7 separate regions of the Mus musculus genome follow, and all the other regions are linked to region 7. A link is a contact called in public HiCAR-type, HiChIP or PLAC-seq and promoter capture Hi-C data. All regions are on one chromosome and are shown on one strand. The core of a region is the stretch at or near the end of the contact, and the rest is flanking DNA. Distances in the headings are between cores, read along the strand shown. Region 1 overlaps Virma (vir like m6A methyltransferase associated). Region 2 holds the start of Ccne2 (cyclin E2). Region 3 holds the start of Virma (vir like m6A methyltransferase associated). Region 4 holds the start of Dpy19l4 (dpy-19-like 4 (C. elegans)). Region 5 holds the start of Ints8 (integrator complex subunit 8). Region 6 holds the start of Triqk (triple QxxK/R motif containing). Region 7 holds the start of Tmem67 (transmembrane protein 67).

The links. Promoter capture Hi-C pulls out the DNA fragments that hold promoters and counts their contacts. HiCAR-type assays count read pairs that join an accessible place to other places. HiChIP or PLAC-seq counts read pairs in DNA pulled down with a chosen protein or histone mark. Capture Hi-C pulls out chosen DNA fragments and counts their contacts.
Region 1: an H3K27ac HiChIP or PLAC-seq map of embryonic stem cells shows a contact between it and region 7, with 4 times the contacts expected there. The contact joins the enhancer-like site here to the promoter of Tmem67 in region 7. A contact is called at or near these places in 4 of 39 promoter capture datasets (cranial neural crest, hippocampal neurons, maxillary cranial neural crest and 1 more), 2 of 115 datasets of contacts at active chromatin or transcription factors (embryonic stem cells and neural tube) and 1 of 9 other capture datasets (adipose tissue).
Region 2: a contact with region 7 is called in a promoter capture Hi-C map of adipose tissue, with 2.3 times the contacts expected there. The contact joins the promoter of Ccne2 here to the promoter of Tmem67 in region 7. A contact is called at or near these places in 3 of 39 promoter capture datasets (embryonic stem cells, hippocampal neurons and pre-B cells), 1 of 484 Hi-C or Micro-C datasets (CD4 T cells), 2 of 115 datasets of contacts at active chromatin or transcription factors (astrocytes and embryonic forebrain) and 2 of 9 other capture datasets (adipose tissue and liver).
Region 3: a contact with region 7 is called in a promoter capture Hi-C map of liver. The contact joins the promoter of Virma here to the promoter of Tmem67 in region 7. A contact is called at or near these places in 9 of 39 promoter capture datasets (the 3T3-L1 cell line, the C10 cell line, cranial neural crest and 6 more), 6 of 484 Hi-C or Micro-C datasets (B cells, CD4 T cells, Th1 cells and 3 more), 4 of 115 datasets of contacts at active chromatin or transcription factors (astrocytes, bone marrow-derived macrophages, embryonic stem cells and 1 more) and 2 of 9 other capture datasets (adipose tissue and liver).
Region 4: a contact with region 7 is called in a promoter capture Hi-C map of liver, with 3 times the contacts expected there. The contact joins the promoter of Dpy19l4 here to the promoter of Tmem67 in region 7. A contact is called at or near these places in 5 of 39 promoter capture datasets (the 3T3-L1 cell line, embryonic stem cells, hippocampal neurons and 2 more), 3 of 115 datasets of contacts at active chromatin or transcription factors (the 230-238 cell line, astrocytes and large pre-B cells) and 1 of 9 other capture datasets (adipose tissue).
Region 5: a contact with region 7 is called in a promoter capture Hi-C map of liver, with 3 times the contacts expected there. The contact joins the promoter of Ints8 here to the promoter of Tmem67 in region 7. A contact is called at or near these places in 4 of 39 promoter capture datasets (hippocampal neurons, liver and pre-B cells), 1 of 484 Hi-C or Micro-C datasets (B cells), 4 of 115 datasets of contacts at active chromatin or transcription factors (astrocytes, bone marrow-derived macrophages, memory CD8 T cells and 1 more) and 2 of 9 other capture datasets (liver and pancreatic islet).
Region 6: a HiCAR-type map of astrocytes shows a contact between it and region 7, with 2.5 times the contacts expected there. The contact joins the promoter of Triqk here to the promoter of Tmem67 in region 7. A contact is called at or near these places in 2 of 115 datasets of contacts at active chromatin or transcription factors (astrocytes and stem cell-derived neural progenitor cells).

Annotation. Positions count from the first base shown.
Region 1 is chr4:11,528,096-11,531,205 of GRCm38.p6, reverse strand. It overlaps Virma (vir like m6A methyltransferase associated), which reads right to left. Exons shown (of 24, transcript NM_001347055.1): 15 at 2,416-2,668; 16 at 161-378. Among named protein-coding and RNA genes, the nearest start is that of Gm35693, 29 kb to the left of the region's middle. Within about 2 kb of position 1,500, at least 9 of the 459 cell types and tissues checked have an H3K27ac peak or open chromatin away from gene starts, as enhancers often do. A contact at or near this core is called in embryonic stem cells, where this site is marked.
Region 2 is chr4:11,190,219-11,193,261 of GRCm38.p6, reverse strand. Ccne2 (cyclin E2) reads right to left here and starts at 1,553. Exons shown (of 12, transcript NM_001282943.1): 1 at 1,447-1,553; 2 at 545-581; 3 at 351-447; 4 at 216-269. The coding sequence starts at 558. It overlaps A630034I12Rik (a long non-coding RNA gene), which reads left to right and starts at 2,032. Exons shown (of 3, transcript XR_001784240.1): 1 at 2,032-2,117.
Region 3 is chr4:11,484,532-11,487,655 of GRCm38.p6, reverse strand. It overlaps Virma (vir like m6A methyltransferase associated), which reads right to left and starts at 1,698. Exons shown (of 24, transcript NM_001347055.1): 1 at 1,551-1,698. The coding sequence starts at 1,613.
Region 4 is chr4:11,320,642-11,323,675 of GRCm38.p6, reverse strand. Dpy19l4 (dpy-19-like 4 (C. elegans)) reads left to right here and starts at 1,539. Exons shown (of 19, transcript NM_001081201.2): 1 at 1,539-1,676. The coding sequence starts at 1,661.
Region 5 is chr4:11,252,549-11,255,867 of GRCm38.p6, reverse strand. It overlaps Ints8 (integrator complex subunit 8), which reads left to right and starts at 1,609. Exons shown (of 27, transcript NM_001159595.1): 1 at 1,609-1,887; 2 at 2,918-3,092. The coding sequence starts at 1,758.
Region 6 is chr4:12,905,216-12,908,244 of GRCm38.p6, reverse strand. Triqk (triple QxxK/R motif containing) reads right to left here and starts at 1,408. Exons shown (of 5, transcript NM_001171801.1): 1 at 1,307-1,408.
Region 7 is chr4:12,086,580-12,089,459 of GRCm38.p6, reverse strand. Tmem67 (transmembrane protein 67) reads left to right here and starts at 1,503. Exons shown (of 28, transcript NM_177861.5): 1 at 1,503-1,745. The coding sequence starts at 1,523. It overlaps Rbm12b2 (RNA binding motif protein 12 B2), which reads right to left and starts at 90. Exons shown (of 4, transcript NM_198957.2): 1 at 1-90.

The DNA.
Region 1 (3,110 bases), core at 251-2,750, 560 kb after region 7:
CAGAAAAGACTGTAAAATCCATTACTATCTGCCAATGAGACTCAGCCACAAACAAAATTTTCCCTGTGAAAGAGGTCATACTTCGAACCTTCAATATTAAGTAGGGATTAACTAAATGAGGGGTGGGTGGGGCATAGTATATTAAATCTCCAAAGCCTACCTTTTCAGGTGAAACAATCCATAATCGTGCTCTGCAAGAAACATCATTGTACGGACACATGTCAGCAGACAGTTGTAACTGCTTTCAGAGTTGGCTAGAGTTGCCAGCAGACAGTCGCAGATTGCAGTCATCAGCTCTTTACTTGGTAGGGAGTTAGAGAGCTGTTCAAGCTCAGAGGCAGGACCTTCAGAAGGGCTTGGCAAAATGAGTGCAATGTCCTGGGGGCAGGGAGAACATTTCCAAATGAGTATCACCATCCACTGATTCTGAACACACGCCAACTAATACTTAGCAACAAGCTCATTAAAATGTTGTTGGGGGCTCAGCAGTTACAAGCACTGGCACTCACATAGGGAAGAGGCCTGGGGAACATAATATTAATACTACATGAGATGTGAAGATGGAACAAAGACTCACGCAGGCAAAGGGTATGAATCCAGGCAGGAGTGTGGCAGGAGAGGAGCAGAGGAGGGCTGAGCAAAGCACAGTATATGCAAACATGCTGTCATCTGCTGGGACAGTCAGTTTCCTTCAGGGAGGTAGCCCCTGATGTGTGAGATGGCCCTACACTCATGTATATGCTGGGAGCACTAAATGGACTCAGTAGGTTGGGGGTGGGGGAGGAACACACAAGATTGCAAGATAATAATGGCAAGGAGACAAGAGTTAGGACTGGGGTGAACTGGTGGGTGGAATTGATCAAAACACATTGTATGTGTTTATGAAATTCGCTGACATATTTATACTTTACAGTAAAAGAAAAAGAATGACCTTTATAATGAACTGATCAGGACAGAGTTTCAATTTTAAAATGTTTTTGCTTTTGTTTTGTAAAATACTTTAAATCAGTCTACTATTAACTGATTCACACTCCTTTTTAGATTATAGAGGCTTCTAGAAATAAATTTTTTTGGCTAAAATCTTAAATTTATCAACATCAGAATTTAAAACTTCATTAAAAGGCATGGACAAAGCAAACAAACTTTAGGCACAATCTCCAGTTAAATGTCTCCCTCTAATTTTTAACTTTTAAAACTTAAGTTTTCAGGCTGCAGAGATGGTTCAGCAGTTAAGAGCACTGACTGCTCTTCCAGAGGTCCTGAGTTCAAATCCCAGCAACCGCGTGGTGGCTCACAACCATCTGCAATAAGATCTGGTGCCCTCTTCTGGTGTGTCTGAAGACAGCTACAGTGTACTCATATATAATAAATAAATCTTAAAAAGAAACCCTCAAGTTTTCTAGTGTTAAGCAAGTGGAGCTAACTACACATACAGCAGTGTTCAGAAGTCTCCTGGGCTTTCAGGGGCGTGTAGATACAGATTTGCATCAGAAGGGAGTGAAAAGGGCAGCAAGGGGTCAACAGTCCTGGGACTCAGTTACTTAATGAGCACCAATCACAGAGGCCTTAAGCTTTCAACCAGGGCCACAGTTATCATCTACCACTTCTGAAAACAAGCCACAAGCAAAAGTGCCCGAGTCTTCAATGTAACCAAACTGCACTTTCATTAGCCAACACAGGCTCTTAGTAAAAATATTCTCTCTGGGGGAAAAAAAAAATCACATCTGATGACTAGCTGGCATGAGCCTTCTGACTAGTTAAAAATGTGTTACTACATGGAAATGTTCTTTAAAGATTCCAAACAATGGAAGGAGAACCCCTGTCTCATGACCCTATAAACAAGTCAACAGCATGGAAAGCAGCTGCAAGCATCGCTGCAATATTCACTGCAGTGACTCCTGCTGCTCCAAGCCGTGCTCACAAAGTTGGCCTGGAGGCACACACTGCAGTCCTAGGACTCGGGAGAATTAATATCGGGAATTAAAGGTCAGCCATGGCTACCTAGCAAGTTTGAGGCTAGTCAGGGATACAAAAGACTAACCATACAAAGAAGTCATCCTTACAAGACACCAACAAATTAACTCAACCAAAGTCAAAGTTATAAAACTAAATGATGTACTTAGGAAAAAAAGTAACACAGTAAATATTAATCAGCCATAAAAAGTATTGAAACTTTTGCATAAAAGCTATTACCCAGGTTGGCAAAAATACTACAAAAGGAAAATCTTCTCAGAGACCCAAAAGCTAAGCCAAATAAAACTACCATGCACCAACTTAATTTGCTTTTCCTCTACTTACCAAACTTCCTAAATAACCCAAAAGTAATACACCATGAGCAAGCTGCATTGTTTACTCTCAAAATTACTAGACAGGAGTTACACCAACACAAACGATGACAATAAAAGCAATGAATACCTGGTCACAGAGAGACTGCAAAATGGATGTGACATACTCCACGCACTGCTGGCGAGTAACACTGTCCCCAGGAGAGCGCACCAAAGCTAAAAGATCCTGGAAGATCTCTGCATATCTTTCATCGCCTTTAATAGTTCCATTAATTAGATGCAAAATAGCTAATTTACAAGCTTTGTGTGAAGCCAGGGCATCGAGAAGAGCAAGCAACCTGGTGGTTTGGCTAGTATACTGTTTTTCTTTATCTTCTGAAGTGCTGAAATAAAATCAATATGTTCAGTAAACAAGGTTCTTGATTTTAAACACAATTTCATATTTTCTATATATTCACACAAATTTTGTATAAAACATACACCTCATTCCTTTGATATAATGATTTTTTTCCAGAAGCTTATAGTCACTGCAAAATTTTATAATTTCAGGATTTCAATAATATACTTCAAGTCAGAGTAGTTCTTTATACTTCACCTTTTAAAAACTGCAAAACTGGGGCAGGAAGGTGACTCAGGAAATAAAGGTACTCATATAGAACAACCCTAATGACCTGAGTTCAACCCCAGAATCCACATACAGAAGGAAAGAAAAAAGCAACTATATAAAGTCCTGACCATACATGTATGAGCATGTACATGCACACAAGCAAGCATTATGCTATAATGAAATTTAAGTAAAAACCCCAATCAAGACCTTCAACATGA
Region 2 (3,043 bases), core at 304-2,803, 900 kb after region 7:
GGCAGACCTAGTATACCAGCCAGCTCCAAAAGGGAGGGATTTACCAAAGGGAACCAGCTGCTTCTAAGCCATCTACACTGCAGCTGTAGGACTCAGGCTTATATGAACCTCCTTCAAGTTCACCTCTAAAGTATCAGAATCTTCCCACTATAAGGCAATAACACATGATTCCACTCTTATTCTTCCCCAGCCCACCCTGTCCAGTTCTGCATTACCCTAATCTCATACTGATGCTTCTTGGTGATCTCCTCTTTTCTTTTTTTGACATCCTGAAGAATAGAAAAGAACATGTAAACTAAGGTTTCAGCAAGGAATATTTTTCCCTTTCTCCCTCTTTTTCCTTAAATCACCTGTGCTGTTTTTCTCTTCTTGGCCTGAATTATCTGGGTTTCTTGCGGAGAGTCTGGCTGGTTGGGCTGGGCATGTTGCTTAGCTTGTAAACGGCTACTGTGATGAATTGTAGAAAGGAAGCTTAATTAGTACGTCATATATTTCAAAAGCAGCAGCTAATTTTGAAACATGTCTCCAAGACTAACACTGTTACCTGCGTCTTGACATTCTCTTCAAGGACTATGAAACCTCTAAATAGGGGAGAAGAAAAACAAAATCAAGAACATAGTCATCCATAATCTTCAAGTTCCAAATTAAAACTGATTCAGAAGTTACCAACTAACGTTACTAGAAGGTGGCCTAAACCTTTAAAAATAAAACACTGCACTATTTTCTGAAATACACTCGCTATCTCAGTAATTTTACATTCATGCTTTCATTTCCTTAACTGTACACTGGGAACGCGAGTGCGTTCAGGAATTTGCAAAGTCCCCTAGCACCCTTAGATGATCATCTGGGCCATTCATGCACTCCCCAGGACAACCAGGGTGGGAAAGGCACGTCCTGGCCTCGGCCGCCAGGCGCCTGGACGAGCCTCCAAGAGCGGGCTGTGGAGAAGCCGGTTCCGCGCCAATTTGGAGAGCGGCTGTGGCGGGGAAGCAGGGGGTGGAGGGAACCTTCTGGTGTCACGTCCTCCAGGCTCCTTTCCCTCCTTCCCAGCCCCACCCGGCGGGCAGTGTCGCTTGCAGGGGTGACGGGACCCCAATTCCAGAAGAGCAGAAGGAAAGGGGGGGGGGAATTAAAGGAGAAAACCGTGCTTAAGAATCTCTCCGTGAAGTGATCCCACCTTAATCCTCTCGCGCGGGAGACCTTCCCCAAGTGAGGATGGACAGAGAAGCTCCCAGAGAAGCTTTGCCGTGGCCTCTCATTTGGGGACACACTCCATCCCCTGCCTCTGCTTGGCCTCCTGACAAGAATCCTGACAGGGACCAACCTCGGGAACCCCTGAATTCCAGTCTCCTACTTCTTGTCCCACCCCCGCCCCCCATTTTTCCTCTCCCATGGCTCCCGCCAGACGTGGTTCCCTTAGCTCCCGCATGCCCCTGTCCCCAATACCTCCTCACCGCCAGACCCTCCACAGCTCGGCTCAGCTGGCGCCGGCGCCAACTCAATATATAGGCCGGGCCCGGACCGCCCCGCACGCATGCGCCGCAGACTGACACCTCGGCCGGCGCCTTCCCCTCCCCCACCCGCGCCCGCCCAGCTCGCCCGCGCGCGCCGCGCCCTGCCCTCAGTGCGCGCGGACGGGCTGGCGGGCGGGCGGGCGCCGAGTGGCCGTACGGCTGCCCTCCTGGACCGTGCTCCTCCGCCCCTCTCGGCGCTTCACCTGCGCGCGCCGCGGCTGCACGGCTCAGAGGCTCCTCCCCCATGCTGGTTGCCCACCACAGGCTCCCGCACGCCTTCCAGTTCGCGCCGGGCCCCCTCACGGTGGCTCTTAGATCTCGGAGTGTCAGGCTACGGTTCGGCTCCGCGTTTTGGCAGAGGCCTTGGGAGGGCTGGGGTGGGGAACCCCAAGTCTCCTCAGAGGCACGGGGAGCGGGAGCCTAGGGCCCACCCCTCCGGGAGGAGCCGGCCAATGGCAGGAGAGGACGGCAGCACAACGTGGAGCGGCCGCAGAATGTAAACACGCCGGAGCGCGCCGCCCGCCACGTGCGGAGCCGGAGCCATCCGCCGGGCGACGAGCGGGCGGCGGCGCACAGGAAGGTGCCTCAGCGCGGCCGGACGAGGTACGTGGGAGCCTTGTCCCCGCGCGCCGCCGAGCGGCCACTCCGCTCTTGCCTACGGCTCCCTCCCAGAGCCCGCGCGGGAAATATTGGCGCCGCGCGCTGCCTTTCTCCTCAGACGCCTGTTCCGGGCGCTGACCACCTCTCGGGACTCCAGCGGGCGCCCTCCCCGTCCGCACGCACGAGCGCCGAGGCTCTGGGGACCTGGCCGGAGAGCAGGACGGTCCGCACCACGTGCGCGCCCGGGCCGCGCCGCGCCGCGCCGCGCCCCGCCCCGGCCCTGCCCGGCAGCCAGCGCGCCCTGCGGAGCCCGCGCGAACTGCCTGCGCGGGAGCGCCTCCCGCCTGCGAGCGCTGCCGGGACGTGGCGGGCCGCCCCGCGCCGCTCCTAAGCCCCGGGCTCCGACTACCTCTCGGCGCCCTGCGCACCCTCAGGCCGGGCTTGCGGGTGACACGGCACACACAGTCCCGTGGCGCGACGCCGCTTGGGGAACAAAGACCACCCCCAGGCCGCGGAAGCGCAGGAAGGGCTCCCGCAGGCCGGCGGTCCCGCGCTTAGCCATCCTGGTCCGGAGTGAGCCGGTGCGAGGGCGCCAAGGACAGCGGCCGCGCGGCCCGGCCCTTCCCGAGATGCACCTGGAGGCCTCCGGCCGCGGTGGGCCTTTTGTGCCACGCTGTGGTTAAGAGCCCAGGAAGGCCCTCGTCACACTTCCCGGGTCTTCGCATGGTCCTTCACACCGGCTAAAGCTTACTTTCCCAGCTTTACACGTAGACAGGATCAGAGGAGACCCAGTGCCTTGTCTAGGCCTAAGGAGCGTTCACCCAACCCATAATTGCTTATCAAGACTGGGGGGGGGGGGGGGAGTTACCTCCCTTTGCTGGAGCTGTCGTCTTGTACAGCTTGAGATCTAACCCGTTATGGCAAGAAAG
Region 3 (3,124 bases), core at 449-2,948, 600 kb after region 7:
CGAAGGATAGAAAAGCCTGAAAGAATGACAAATTGCTTGGTAGACTAGTACTAGGTATGTATGCTTCTTCCAAAAAAAATTGTTTTAAGACAGACTCTTACTATGTAACCCTGACTGTCCTGGAACTTGCTATGAGAGTTCACTGGCCTCAAACTCACAAAGATCTGCCTACCTGGGCTTCCCAAGTACTGGGATAAAAAACATTAATGCCATGCCTGGTTCTTTCTTTAAATTTTATTGTTCTCTACTTCCATAAAGATGTTTGTTCTGGTAACAATTTTGCGTTTGGCAGCCATTTTGCGTTTTCTCAAGTCTGGCTGGAATTACATAGCCCAGCAGTCACTCATTCATTTATTCAAGAAAATGCAGCCGTACTCATTTCATTACTTCATAAGAGAACATTTTAAATCTCTTCTCATTCAGATGCTTATGTTTTCCTAGGTACGGTCTAAACCCAGGACATACAACCGAGAAAGAATAGGAGACACTCTACCCTACTTTCATGTTGTCATATTAAGAGTACAGTAGGGTTGGAGAGATGGCTCAGCGGTTAAGAGCACTGACTGCTCTTCCAGGGGTCCTGAGTTCAAGTCCCAGCAACCTCATGATGGCTCACAAGGAATCTGATGCCCTCTTCTGGTGTGTCTTAAGACAGCGACAGCGTACCCACATACATAAAATAAATAAATCTTAAAAAAAAAAAAAAAAAAGAATACAGTCTTCATAGAAACAAGACAATCCCCAAAGAATGACTCTCGAAATGATTAGGTTTCCGGTGAAACAAACAAATATGAGGCTTGTTCATTTACTCTCTCTTCCTCGCAGCCGAATTTCTCTGTGGACTTCGTTATAGTTCATTTTTGCGAATCTTCGTTAATTCGCTACATTCAGTACATTCAACTTAAGAATTCCAAGGCCTTTCAGGGACGCTAAAGTAATTCTGTACACAAAACTACGCAACACCCCACCTTCGTCCCCTGAAAACAACAGACTTGCTTTCTAATGACAGTCTTTAGTCCTTCAATACTGCATGATTCGCAAGTGTCCTCCACGCAAAGGAGATTCTCGTAGATCTGTCATGTCCTAATAGGTGAATTCCTTCCCAAACTATTGAAGTGCTATGACAAATTGAGCAATGAGACCGCCGTTAGAAGAGAGATAGAAGAGGACTTAGGATCCTGGATAGTCCGTACCCTGAGGGCATCCAGAACCCGACACTACTGTCAAAAACCAGATGCCCAAGCTCACGCCTGCATCCCACCCGAAGTACACCTGAGACCAAGGACCCTCCGCAGGACTCAACGCTGACAGGACAAACTGTCAGCAGCGCGACTGACTCGACTGAAGCCGCGGGCCCCAAATCAAAGCCGAGAAAGGCAGGGCCGCCGCCCAGGGCCACCGGGCTCGCACCGGGCTGGGGGAGGGGGTGTGGACCAGAGGACCCCCGCGCGCGCGCGACTGAGGGAGGACACCGCCCGGACGGCCCCCGACTCCGCAGCAGGGGTACCGGAACTGAGGGGCCGTGTCGAAATCGGGTCGCGAGGCCTTACCTCAGCGCTCGGATGTTTAAAAGTATCTAAAAATAGCAGCTCCATAGACGAGTCCACCGCCATGTCTGCCGCGGGCGGGGGACCGGGAGATGACTTCCGGGGCAGCTCTCCAACCTCCCAGGCCGAGGCTCCAGCTAGGGGGAAAACTGCAGTACTTCCGGTAAACAGGACGCTGTCGTCTCAAGCCTCCACCAATCCCATCGCAGCTTGCTGACTTAAGCCGTAAGCCCCGCCTCCTCCAGCGCGGCGGAGGGCGCCTTCTGCGAGCCCAAAGGGGCAGGGAAAAAAAAAAAAAAAGAGGGGCGGGGACTACGGTGTTTGCAGTGGTCCAAATCCCGTGGTTCTCCGGAGTAGCGGAGCCACGACGCCTGCGAGAGGCGATGAGTTCTAGAAGATAGGAAAGTGTGCCAAATCTAGACACACGGCACCGTATGCCTCCCACGAGGCATGCTCTCCAAACAAAACCATGCAATGAGGGAATCTGAAAAGACACTGTTTTCAAAGAGAAGAAAAGAGCACACACAAGGCCAGCCAGGAGTTGAATCCCAGCTTGAGCTACATGAGACCGTGTCTCAAAAAATGAGGGAAAGGGAGAAAGAGGGAGGGAGACAACTTGTCTCAGCAAACGAAAGGAAAATTTTCTCGTTTATGAAAATGTTAAATATGATGAATAATCCCACGAGCTGATTATGAGGATTAATTCTTATAAGGTTCAAAAAGGTATATAAATGAAACGTCACGAATATAAGAGAGAGCACAAAGTCTATTTCTGGCTGACAAGCAGTCTGCCAATTCCAGCATTTAAAGGACAAAGGAAGAGTTTGAGCTTCAGACCAGCCTAGACTACTACTCCGTGAGACCCTGCCTCAAAATAAAAAGTGTGTTTGTTTTAATTTTATGAATAGTTTCTCTGTCAAGTGCTGGACACTTGAAACTATACATAGTCCTAGGGAGTGTTAAGAAGGAATTTTTCTCTATTCTGGTCCTCTCAGGAACCACCCATCAAGACACAAAGTTGTAGCAAAACAAAAGCAGATCAGCAAAAGTAGGAACAGGCCATCAGGGAGAGAGTGGGGTGGATCAGCTCAGTGCCTAGGCTATCTCCCTCTCAGGGTTTATATAACTGTCTCTTTGTCGTGCTCTGCTGAGGAGGCTTAAAATGTCTCCATTCTCCTGTATGTTTGCCAGAATTGCTTTCAACTAGACACTGTCTATTCATTTGTTAGATTTGTTCAAGGTCTTGTATTTGATCTCATGACCTTCCCTTAGGACATTTTCTTCTTTTTAAAATTGAGGTTTCGGGGGCTGGTGAGATGGCTCAGTGGGTAAGAGCACCCGACTGTTCTTCCAAAGGTCCAGAGTTCAAATACCAGCAACCACATGGTGGCTCACAACCATCCATAACGAGATCTGACGCCCTCTTCTGGAGTGTCTGAAGACAGCTACGGTGTACTTACATATAATCAATAAATAAATCTTTAAAAAAATAAAAAAAATAAAAAAAAAATAAAATTGAGGTTTCACACTGAAGGCTGAGGCCAGGATTTTACAATAGACTGGCAGGCTATCTAAAC
Region 4 (3,034 bases), core at 290-2,789, 770 kb after region 7:
GAGGTCTCCTAAATGTCTAGTTTTCCCATTTCAGTTAGGCTGGGCCTTTCTGGGTTCTGTCACAGCTTCTAGTCTCAGCTAGACATCCTGTCTCAACTAGATATCCTGTCTCAGCTAGACATCCTGTGCTGGGCCTCTCCAAACCCTAGACATGAACCTAGTGTTGTGGAACATCCTTGTGGTTCCTTGGCTGTGTTGTGCAACCTAAGTGTTGAAACCCTGCCAATGGGAGCTCAAGCGCTGGGCCTCTAATTTTCTCAGCCTCCAGTATCACCAGGGTATACTCTGAGTCCAAGGCAAGGCAGAAAAAGAACTGGTGGCTCTGGCTGAACTCCCAATTAACCAGAAACAAGTGCTCTAACCCCCCCCCCCCCGTCCCTCCTGAATGTAGGATTGGACCCCCAATATCACTAGATCAGGATCCCACAGAATCAGAACAGATCCAGAAACCAGGCATTATAGGAAAAAAAATTAGGAGTTTCTGTGAATTACTATAGGAGGCCTACATAAGAAAGGAAGGAAAGAAGGAAGGAAGGAAAGAAGGAAGGAAGGAAAGAAGGAAGGAAGAAAGAAAAAGAAAGAAAGAAAGAAAGAAAGAAAGAAAGAGAAAGAAAGACAGACAGACAGCTATCCTTTTTTTGAAGTGGCTGTTCACTCATGCTTTTGGGCCAACTGAAGGCGTGCCACAGTGTTCTCAGTATGAGTCATGCACTGCACAACAAAATTAAACTGCATTCTATTGTTATGAAATAATCTCTATACATTCCTCATAGCAGACTATAAAGTACTATTGTGCTTTCTTCCAGAATATTGACATGAGCAAACATTTTGTTCAAGGCAGTTTTCGTGATTGACACGTTGCTCTCTCTTGTGTTTCCTTTTTTATATGATAATAACTTAATTTGCTTATGTAGCTGAGGTTGGCCTTGATAATGAACCTCCTTCCTCTACTTGTCACGGTCTGGGATTACAATAGGGAATAACCTGGTACAAACTTTTTTGTAGCCGCCAAGTGTCTACTAAACCAAACTGTGTATCACTCTTGCCATTGCAGCAGTAGGGAACCTGAGGCAAGTTGAGAGCAGCCTTGGCCATATAGAGAGATCCAGTCTCAAAAACAAACAAGCAAACAAACAAACATCTACTAATCCAAAGGACCTGCCTAGAACGTCTTGCCTGGCTTTGAAATCATCGTAACAAGTCCAGGACTCGTTGCTCTGCAGTTGAAACTCCGTTTTCTGTTTGAAAAATCGGCCGGACATAGGGACTGGATCTGGCCTACAGTCTATGACTTTCTGAGACGGATCCCAGCGTCACGAAAAGCTTGCTCTGGCTCCTGCTTTCCTGTGAGGCTCAGCAAGGAGCGAGGGCGGCGGCGGGGACTCGCTCCTCCCAGGAGCATTGCCATCCCGTGGCCATCGTGGGCATGGCTGAGGCGCTCTAGCGAAACGCTCCGGCCGGGCCCCGCTCCCTGCACTCTGGTTCCCGGAGCGCCTTGGAGGGACCCAGTTGGCGGAGACACCAGAGGGGGGCGGGTCAGGAAGTGGGGGCGCGGCAGCCGGGAGCTGGCCGGGGCGGCCGCGGGGTTTGGATACTCGGAGGTTTGGGAGACTCCGGGCTGCTCGGGAGCCGTAGGGCCACTCGGGTCTCCGCGGAGACGATGGCAAAGGAAGAAGGTGAAGGCTCCGGCGTGTAGCGCGCCAACTGCCGCGGCGGGCTCGGGAGAGGGGCCGGGCCTGACTGCTGGCTGCGGGCCGCGGGGAGCAGGGCGGGCGGGGGCGCGCGCCCCCGAGTTTGCAGTGGAACCGGGCGCGAGCCGAGAAAATGGCCCAAAGTTTCGTCTCCCGAAATAGGACGCAGAAGTGGAACTTAAAGTCAGGAGTCTCGGAAAGGAAGCTGTTGTTGGGTGGCGGGGCTGCGGGTCCGGAGTTGCTCCGCAGTGGAAAGCAGGACGAGCTTGGGTGGGTTCTGGTCCAGGCTGGAAGCTTTGGGTGCAGAATGGGAGGGATCGCACCCCTCGCGGGAAACTGAGGCTGGGATCTGGGATGGACGCGCAGAACCTGACGGAGTTCACTTGTGCTCTAATGGATAACAAATGCCAAAGGGCAGGGGCATGTAAGTGGTTTTAGGGGAGGAGGAGGTCAGTTTTAGGGTTAAAACTAATGGACTGGAGAGAGCTCTGCACGCTCCTCAGGGTCAGTGCCAAGGGAATTTATTGTTTAGCCAGCAATATTTATCCATAGAGGATTTGGACAGTGAGCAAAAGATAGGAAGCGGCAAAAAACTTAGCAGTGTACGATACATAGTGTAAAAAAGTATTGGTGGCATAGTAACTTCATGGGATGTGTATGCACGATTGAGCTCTTGGACTTCATTCGCTCGGATGAACAGTTACATGTTTCATTCTGCTGGAAAGCAGTTTTTATCTTACTGAGTGGAGTTGTGAATGCGACCGTTAGTTATCTGGTTTAGATTTAAGCCGTTGAACCAAGGAGACAAGAAGGGAGTTTGAAGAATTCAATGGAAAGCCATTTTTCAAAAGACTATTAGAAGTACATGCTGACTGGGACTAGATGTCCTGTCCCTGAGGTCATGATTCAGCCATTCCTCCTCTTCCTGCAGCTCTTCGTGTTAAATTTCATGCACATTTAAGATACTACCTAAAACCAGCCTCAAAACAGGTTGCTGGTAAGGAAGAATGTAATTCCTCTTTTTTCTTTAGCTATAGCTATATCTGTGTTTGCAATGTGTTATCATTTGACAAAGATTTTTTTTAAACTTTATTTTTGTGATTAGTTACAAATCTGTGTGGGTAGGTTGATAAACCAGTTTGTCTTTGTGAGCACATTAATACTTAACACAGGAGAAAAATCGCACAGTGCCACTAAAACTTGATATTGTAAATATGCAGAAATTGCATTTAAGATGGAATTATTATACTTAATAACTATGATGTGGACCTTTTTAAAAGGCTATATCATTTTGTAAAAGTAGTTGACTATAAACTGTTAAATGATTTTTGGTTATAGAATTA
Region 5 (3,319 bases), core at 360-2,859, 830 kb after region 7:
GCTAGATACTTTTTTACAAAGTGATACAAAGAAGTTGAAAGCATTAACATGACTTTATAATAGCTTTAAATTTATTGCTGGTTTATAAAAGCCTCGATTCGATCAATCAAAGGCTTGCTATCCCAGCTATTCCTGTTTTGTTTTGTTTTCGAGATAGGGTTTCTCTGTATAGTCCTGGCTTTCCTGGACCTCACTCTGTAGACCAGGCTGGCTTCAAACTCAGAAATCTGCCTGCCTCTGCCTCCCAAGTGCTGGGATTAAAGGCATGCGCCACCACTGCCCAGTTTATCCCAGCTAGTCCTAAAGGATATAAGATCCATCAGAATATTTATAGAATAGTTTTACATATTCTATACATGGTTTTATTTTATTCTTTTAAAAAGAAATCTAAAGGGGCTGGTGAGATGGCTCAGTGGGTAAGAGCACCCGACTGCTCTTCTGAAGGTCCAGAGTTCAAATCCCAGCAACCACATGGTGGCTTACAACCATCTGTAACAAGATCTGACTCCCTCTTCTGAAGTGTCTGAAGACAGCTACGGTGTACTTACATATAATAAATAAATAAATCTTTAAAAAAAAAAAAGAAATCTGAAAACAAAACAACAGATAACCACCCAAAAAAGCCCACAAAGAGCTTAATCTATAATCCAGCACTTGGGTGGTTGATTCAATAAAATGGATGCAAGTTCAAGTTTAGCCTGGGCTACATAGTTCCAGGTCATTCTGGGCTACAGAGTGAAACCCTGTTTCAAACAAAGCAAAACAAAACAGGAGAAGCATCTAAAAGAAACTGACTAAATCTGAATTTTTTTCTTTGTTTCTCAGGGTCCCTTTATGAAAACAATCATCTTTAGTAACACATATCTGAAATTTTCTATGAGGTGTGTATAGGATGTCTGGGAGTTTTCTTCAAACTTTCTTCTGGATGTATTTTGTCCGGATCAGCTGGCCAGTCAGCTGATCACAGGAACTCTCTAGAAGGACCAATCTGGCTTTGGCTTTTGCTCTCCAAGTGCTGGGTTTTACAGGAATGCCCCACTACACCATGCTTTTTAGTTTTATTGATAATGATACTTAAGGACCTTTCAGAATGGTGGAACGCGTAAAATAGGGTTTACTGTGCCTAGACTGGAGATCTGAGGAAAATTAACTAGCTTCTTATTCCGAGAGTTAGTCTTGGGAAGTCGCAGAAAAGTTTGTTTTTTTTTTTTTTTTTTCTTTTTTCCGGAGCTGAGGACCGAACCCAGGGCCTTGGGCTTGCTAGGCAAGCACTTTACCACTGAGCTAAATCCCCAACCCCAGGAAAGTTGGATCTTAATTATGTAATAAGCCTTGGGAAACGGGGAGAGGAGTTAGGCTGGAAGGAGTCTCAAAAAGGTAAAGCACCCAAGACAAAGCAACTAGATTTGGTCTCTTTGGTTTTCTTACGAAGACATCGAACTCGCTTCATTTTCTCTGGGAATGTCCAGAGAATCTGGAGAGCCCCGCCAGAATCTAGCTTCTGAAGGGCCAGGAGACTCCATGGCAGCTAAGGGGCGGAGCAGTCTGCTGTTCCCGCCCCTTTCCTCCGAAGTCTAACTGGGATTGGTCGAGAGCGTGGCTAGCTGCGGATCCGGGGCCGGACTCTGGCCGACTACTACGCCATCTTGGGCTGTGCGAGCTGACTAGAGGTTCCGGGCGGTTTCGCTGGATAAAGGGACTGGGCGAGGGTCAGGTTGGAGCCCGGAGGCGGCGGGAGCAGCGGCGGCGGGGGCAGGATGAGCGCGGAGGCGGCGGACCGGGAGGCGGCCACCTCCAGCCGGCCCTGCACCCCGCCGCAGACTTGCTGGTTCGAGTTCCTGCTGGAGGAGTCGCTGTTGGAGAAGCATCTGCGCAAAGCCTGTCCGGGTGAGCGAGCGAGCGAGCGGGCGGGCGGGCGTGGTCTGCGGCCCGCTGCCTTCTGTCCCCCGCTGCCTGAGGCCTGGCCGGCGCCGCTGGGCCCAGCTCGACGGTGCCTCAGCCGGGAACGTCGCCGCGGAGCGTCTGCGGAAAGTTTCAGACAAAGGCTTTCGGTCTGCCGCGGTCCTCACAGCGAAGGGCGCCCGCACTCGCCGTGCGGGGGTCGGGTCGCCGATGTCGCACGGCCCTGGGGGTGACTTCGTGAGGGGAGAGCGGCTCTGCGGAGCCTAGAGCCGGCCGTAGCCTTCGGTTCATTCAGCCAGGGGATTGTGTATTTCACTGTTGAACCCCGAATTAATATAAATCCCCCGAAAACAGCTGCTTCGGCTGTTGTATAGGGATACCCGTGTTGGGCAAGGAACATGGCCCTTTTCCTCTTTCGGGCATTTTGGTAAAGGTACAATGTAAGGTCTTTACCTTTAGTTTGCTCAGTTCTCATCCGAATTTGGCCTTGTAGGAGACTACTTTGTGAAAAGTTGGCATCATTGGTGGGGCAGTTTTACCAAGTGTATCTCAGTGCTTTTAGAGCTTTCCTATTGACACATTGTTAGGGGCTAGGGTGCCAAGCCTCCGTGCTTAGCTCTTTAAATAGGTTGCGGTCCTTAGCGAAGCCTTCATTATAGTGAAGAAAGTGGCATTAGCCGCTACTTTACTGGTGGGAAACAAAGCTAGAGACAGTTCAATAAAAGACCCCTGTCAAAACACTACTTCTTTCCTCCAATTGGCATTGGTCTTATCTTGAACTGGGAACCTGTAATGCTTAGTTCTTCTCTGTGAAATGCTTTGTTATGAATCAGTTTTGAATCGTCCCCAGACCCTCTTGCTTATTAATTAAGCTGGCAAACGCCGATCTGCAGCTGTCTCTGACCACACCTCCAGATGTTTCGTGCCCCCCAAGTACCATAGTCTTTAGTATACGCGAATCCTTTTGCGTTTTTATAACGAAAACTTTAAGAATTTAATTTCTTTTAAATCCTAGATCCTGCACCAGTTCAGCTTATAGTTCAGTTTTTGGAGCAGGCTTCCAAACCTTCAGTTAATGAGCAAAACCAAGTCCAGCCTCCACCTGATAACAAGAGAAATCGCGTCCTAAAGCTTCTTGCTCTTAAAGTTGCTGCACATTTGAAGTGGGATTTAGACATACTGGAGAAAAGGTATAAAGCTGTAAATGGCATTACATTTGAAGCAGTGTTTGAATGTCTTTGTTTCTGTCTGGATTCTAATGTTTTTCTGATAGTGGCTTAAAATAAATTACTTTTCTGCATGTTCATGGCAAAACATTCAAGCATGTAAAGAAGGTATTAAGAAAGTAAACCTAGACATGTGTGTAGTCCCAATAGCCTGAGGCTGAGGCAGCAGGCTTACTAGAGCCCCCAAGTTA
Region 6 (3,029 bases), core at 159-2,658, 820 kb before region 7:
GCAGATAAACTATGCAAGGCCCTTTGTGTGCTACCTAAGCAGTAACAATGAATTAATCGAGGAAAGATGGATGGACATAATCCTCACCACTCTACTAGCCAAAGAAATGAGGAAAGTCAAGAACATTTAAAAATACCCTAAGATAAGAACAAACGGACATTATAACCAATAACATCTTGGATTACTGCAGATCACTATTGTAATTATACTTTTAAATCAATCCTGCTAGGATAGATACTAGATTGAGAACTTTATAGATGAGATGATTGAAGGTTCTCAACTAAGGGAAACGAAGGGGCTTCCTTACTGAGGGCCACTGTTAACAGCAGGCCAAGAGAAACTCTCTTCCTGAGGATTTACACTGGAACCCTGGCATGGAAAATTAAAGCCAGCTCCCTTCTTGTCTGTGTTTTCCTATAGAATGTTTGTTCTTCTGAATCATGTGGGGCCAAAAGATATGAGGGAAGAAGATGTTTGCAGTATTTATCTGTGTTATCTTGTAGTTGATCATTAAATATGGACTCAATAGTAAGTGCTTAGAAGTTTAACATACTTCACAATAGACTGCAAGGAAAATCACATATGAAAGTCCTTGCTGTAATGAGTTGCAACTTCCAGAGGAAGTTCATTACATTAGGTTAAGTGAAAGACAGCATATCACAGAGCATATCCACATACAACATCGTTTGGGTTCGGGGATTCACTAAACATCAGAAAAAGTAACCCCACTTCACCACTACCACTAACCAATAAAGCAACTCTACAAATATTTTGGCTTACAAGACTGTTCCCATAAAAGGGAAACAGGAAAGAGTAAATCGGAGTTAAAACACAGGAGGCGGCGGCGGCCTAAGCAGGATTAGTAGAAACTAGAGTCACCTGTAACTACAAGGAGGCCTCTCAAATTAGTGGACAGCACAGCAAGCTAATTAATCCCCAGCCTAGGGTAAACCTGGGGAAGTGGGTGGGACTGAGAGTTTCTGCAAGGTCCTGGAGCACTAGGACACGCTGGCAGGGCGCACCCGCGTTGCTCGGCAACCCAGGCGGCCACGCCCACCCCAGTCTGGCCATTCTCTCTGGGCCGGAGAAGCCAAAACAGTCGAAAAGGAGGTCTCCCTGCTGGGCTCGGAGCCCAGATCCCCTGGAGGAGCCTCCGGATGCTCAGGCCCAGCGCCTGGGGCTGTTCCCCAGGCCAGATCTACAGTCTCCACGGGGCTGGGAGACGCTGGGAAAGCGCGTTTCCAGCCCTGGGCCCGCATCAAGAGAACTGTGACCCCGAACCCCCAAGCCCTCGCCGGAAACACACCTCAGCATTGCCCAGCGAGGGCGGCCCAACTGCGGGTCCGGCCGGGTGGGCAGCTGTCCACGCTGCTGTCACTCAGAGGCAGGGGCGGGACGAAGAGCCGCACACCCCTACTCCAGGAGGGCCAGACGAGGAGGGGCGGGGCCAGCCTTCAGTCTACACTCTGATTGGCTAGGCCTTCCCTGCGAGCCTCCAGGACTGTGTGTGCTCTTAGGTCCATCATTTCTACACCTTAGAGCTTCAGTACTTCCTAGGATGCAGACATTAACAGAAAGGAGCCTGACTTCTTTTCACAAACATAAAACGAAAACCAAAAGTTATTTTAATGAGTGACCACTTCCACCTTTTACACACAAACACCTAAATCTAGTCATATCCTTAGGAAAACATTCCAACAGTGAAACACATTCAAAGAGATTCAAGGAGCAGGACTTAGGGTAGGATAAGATACTTTTATTTTAATTTTTAACTTTTAACAAGAGAGTCAATTTAGGGAAAGCAATTGCTGAAAGGTGACAAACGACTGTGATTGCAGGCCTGTTTCGGGAACTTAGTTTTCGCATCTGTAAAACAGGAGCAGACAATATTGAGTTATTTAACATTTGGAATGGTTTTGATCACCGACTGCTCTCTAAATTATGCTTTTACAATCCCGACAAAACCTCCTGGGAAGTAGTATTATTATCCATAGTCTGCTTCCAGACTAGAAGCAGGTGAGTTTATTTAATAAATGAACAAGCCACTGAACAAAGAGTGATTCTCTTTATACTGACATAAACTAAATTTAAAACCCAGACAGTAGGAGTCAGAGGGGATGGAGGACTGCGGGAGAACATGGCCCACCAAATCAGTTAAGCGGGCCTCACATAGGTTCACAGTTAGTCTGTGTGGAGCGCATAGGGCCTGCGGCATGGGTCCATGCCAGGTCCCCTGCATTTGTTATGACTTGCTGTGTTCTCCTGAGACTCCACACAGTGGGAGCCAGCATGTCTCTCATTCTTTTGCCTGCTTTTAAAACTATTTTCCTCCTATTGGGTTTTTTTGTCCAACTTCAAATTAAGAGATTTCACCTTGTGTTACTGTATACTGTTTTTTCCAGTTTGGCTGTTGTCTCTCGGAGGCCTGCTCTTTTCTGAAGAAGAAATGGAGGAAGAGATCTAAGGAAGGAAGGGGAAGCTGTGGTTGAGATGTACTACATGACAGAAATTAAAAAATAAAATATTAAAATAATAATAATAATATCCCTTCAAGTGTTACAAAAGTTTGTAAAAGGCAAAACATCATACAAAAAGAATGTAGGCACATATAAATAGATATCTCTGAAGTCTCCCATGATATCTTATTGAGAAATGAAACCCAAAATGTGATTTTATTTTCTGTACTGCTAGATCATTTTCTGGTATTCAGGATCTTTAAAATGAAACAAAGATAGAATTCAATGACATTAAATAAATGTTCTTAATGAGGATTGTATATGTGTGTTGCTTGGAGGAGAGAGGAAATAGTGAAGTCCCAACATATATGCTTCCTTGTTCAAATAAAATGGACACCATGTTGTGACAAAATTTTTGGAATAGAAGGAATATATTTTGTGGCAAATGATTTTATTTTCTAATCTTGCTGAATTTCCAAATTCTTCTTAAAGCTTGAACTATGAATAACTCCACCCCAAAGATTTCTTGATTGTGTGTGACCTATGCTCCCATTTAAGTTTCTTTAATCTTTT
Region 7 (2,880 bases), core at 254-2,753:
GGCCTACCAGGCCCAACACGGCCGGAAGAAAATGGAGACCACACTCCCCTCCGGTCCGGACAAACCGATGCACCGTCTCTCTGCTCATGCGCAATCCAGGCCCAACCAGCCACCCCTTGGCGCTCTGAACGCGCGTGCGCAGACGTACTGCTTCGGTTACAGTGATTGGCGGGTGTGAGTGAGGAAGGCTGTTCTCTGCAGTGTAGTATGGTTTTGTGCATGCTCTATTTCTAGGCAATCTGTGAGCCCCTGACCCACCCCTGAAAACTTCCACTGGGGGGCGGGGATGTGAGGCAATTGTAAAATATACAAATCAAAAAGGTTTCTTTTTTTTCTTTTCATCATAATGAACCGCTTTGGAAGTGGAAAGCTGCAGAGTTTTCCATCCTCTCCTGTGATTTCTGTTAAACCTGAGAAAAACAGGGCAGTTGCATAGGCAGATAAAAGCAAGCTGTATTTACAACAGGCCTTCGGGCTGCCTTACCTAAAGTATGTATTACAGAAAGCATCCCTTCAACCTTTTATTACTGTGCTGTTAGGTGTATGTGACAATTCCCAACAATCACACTATGTGGCAGTTCTCCAGTCGGGGGTTTATTGGGATGGGAAATAGAGTTATCCTCTGGGAGAGGGAGGAGAACCAGGGACAGGGGAGAAAGGGAGAATGAGGCTTTTATTAGGCATTGTTGCGCTAACAGTCTGCAAGGCTGTGCACTTTAATAGGCAATATTCATGTATATCCAAATTTGGTTCTCAAACCAAGTGAGATGAGGTGTATATGTAGGGTGCTTTATGCACAATACAGAGAAAGTATGAAATCAAGATTCAGTAGGCAAGGTTTCTCCTAGACTTTTGTCATAAAGGTATTATATATAAAATCAATGAGGGTTTCTGTTTGTATTGCTTTGCTAAAACTCAAACTCAGGACTTGAAACAATCCCTACCCTTAGTGTTTTTTAAATAATGTAAAAACAAAGCCGGGCATGGTGGTGCACGCCTTTAATCCCAGCACTGTAGAGGCAGAGGCAGGCGGGATTTCTGAGTTCGTGGCTAGCCTGGCCTACAAAGTGAGTTCCAGGACAGCCAGGACTATACAGAGAAACCCTGTCTCGAAAATCAGAACAAAACAAACAAAAAAAGTAAAAACATAGGGCACCTCCTTTGTTGTCAAAATTAATCCCCTGGGTAAACTGTCATGTAGGTGTGATTGCCACTTTCATGAAACACTTTTAAGTGCTAAAACCATATATTTTCCATTGCTGTAGTAGTATTTCCTGACACGGTAAATTGACTGCGTCCCAGAGTTTTAAATACATTTTAAATAACCGCCCCTAATTTATTTAGCATATGTCTGATCCATTGTTTCCCGCGTGCGTGGTAACCTAGCAACCAGGCGTCGCAAGGTTGAGTTTTTTTTTTTTTTTTTTTTTTTTTTTCTGAACCCTGTTGTCCAATCAGCTCAGCGGACTCACCGAGGAGGCTGCTGGGGAGCTGGAGACTGCGGACCCAGGATATGGGTACCATGGTGACGCGTACAAGGCCTGTGGCGGCCATGGCGGTCAGATCTCGTTCTTCATCCCGGACTGGCACCGCCTACCTTCTCTTAGTTCTCTGCGAAGTCTCATGGGCACAAATCTTCTCCTTCCCTTTCCGGCGGCCTGAGACCTGCGACTTCAACCAGTACTTTGACATCTCGGCGCTCTCCTGTGCCCCCTGTGGCGCCAACCAGCGGCGGGATGCACTAGGTGAGGCGGTTTGGGGGTGGATGGACTCTGACCAAAATAAAGCACTCCTGACAGCCAGCACTCCAGACATTTTATTTGGAGAATGTTTCAGAAAATGCACAGCTATCAAACCTAAGAAAGGGTTTCCTGGGAGGATACGGCTGACACAATGAGATCAGTCACCCAGGCGCCACCACCCTACCCTCCTCCAGGAACTCATTCCCCGGAGTCAGTCTCTGGCAGGGAATCCTTAGGATGGCACCTGAAAGCCGCCTAAGAAAAGTAGAATAGAAATAGAAAAGAAATAACCTGAGGCGTCTAGTGAGGTACCCTGACAGGAAAGCAAGGGAAGAAATGTGAATTAGTAAACTCTTGTGACCATTAATTCTACTTCCAAATTCAAGATATTTAAAGCTGTTTGCAACTGTGACTATAATCAGATTTTGTAAGCAAAGGAAACTGAAACCGAGATGTTGTGACATCTGTGTGACATATACTGGAAACTAAGAGAACTCTTGTCTCTTCCTCACTTTCTTTTTTGTTTTTTGTTTTGTTTTGTTTTTCGACACAGGGTTTCTCTGTGTAGCCCTGGCTGTCCTGGAACTCTCACTTTGTAGGCCAGGCTGGCCTCGAACTCAGAAATCCGCCTGCCTCTGCCTCCTGAGTGCTGGGATTAAAGGCGTGGGCCAGGACACCTGGCTTCCCTCACTTTCTACCTCTGCATTCCCAGCGCGTGGCTTTGCATCTGTGGTTACATATTCCCTTAGGACCTGTCCCTTTTATTGTTGATGACTTCTGTTTGCTCACATTGTCCTTTTAGACTTAATTGCATCGATTGGTCTAGTTCTCCCTTAACTACTCAGAATGAGTCTTTTCCTATTTACTGAAGTCTAAAATGCTGTGAATCTCAGACTGGTTAACTCTCCTGCTTTAGGCCTGGTAGAGTCTCACTTAAGGCAGTGCGGATCACTGTGTCAGAAGATGGAGTGTGAAGAGCAAACGTGTTCTGCATTGTATTGCTTTCATGACAATGAATGAAGACGTGTGTGTTGTACATAGACTCCTACAGGTGCTGGCTCTACTTAGTCCTTAGAGAATTCTTTCTTTAACTAGCTGAGTCTACTTGTAATTACAAACAACATTTATTTTCTTTCTA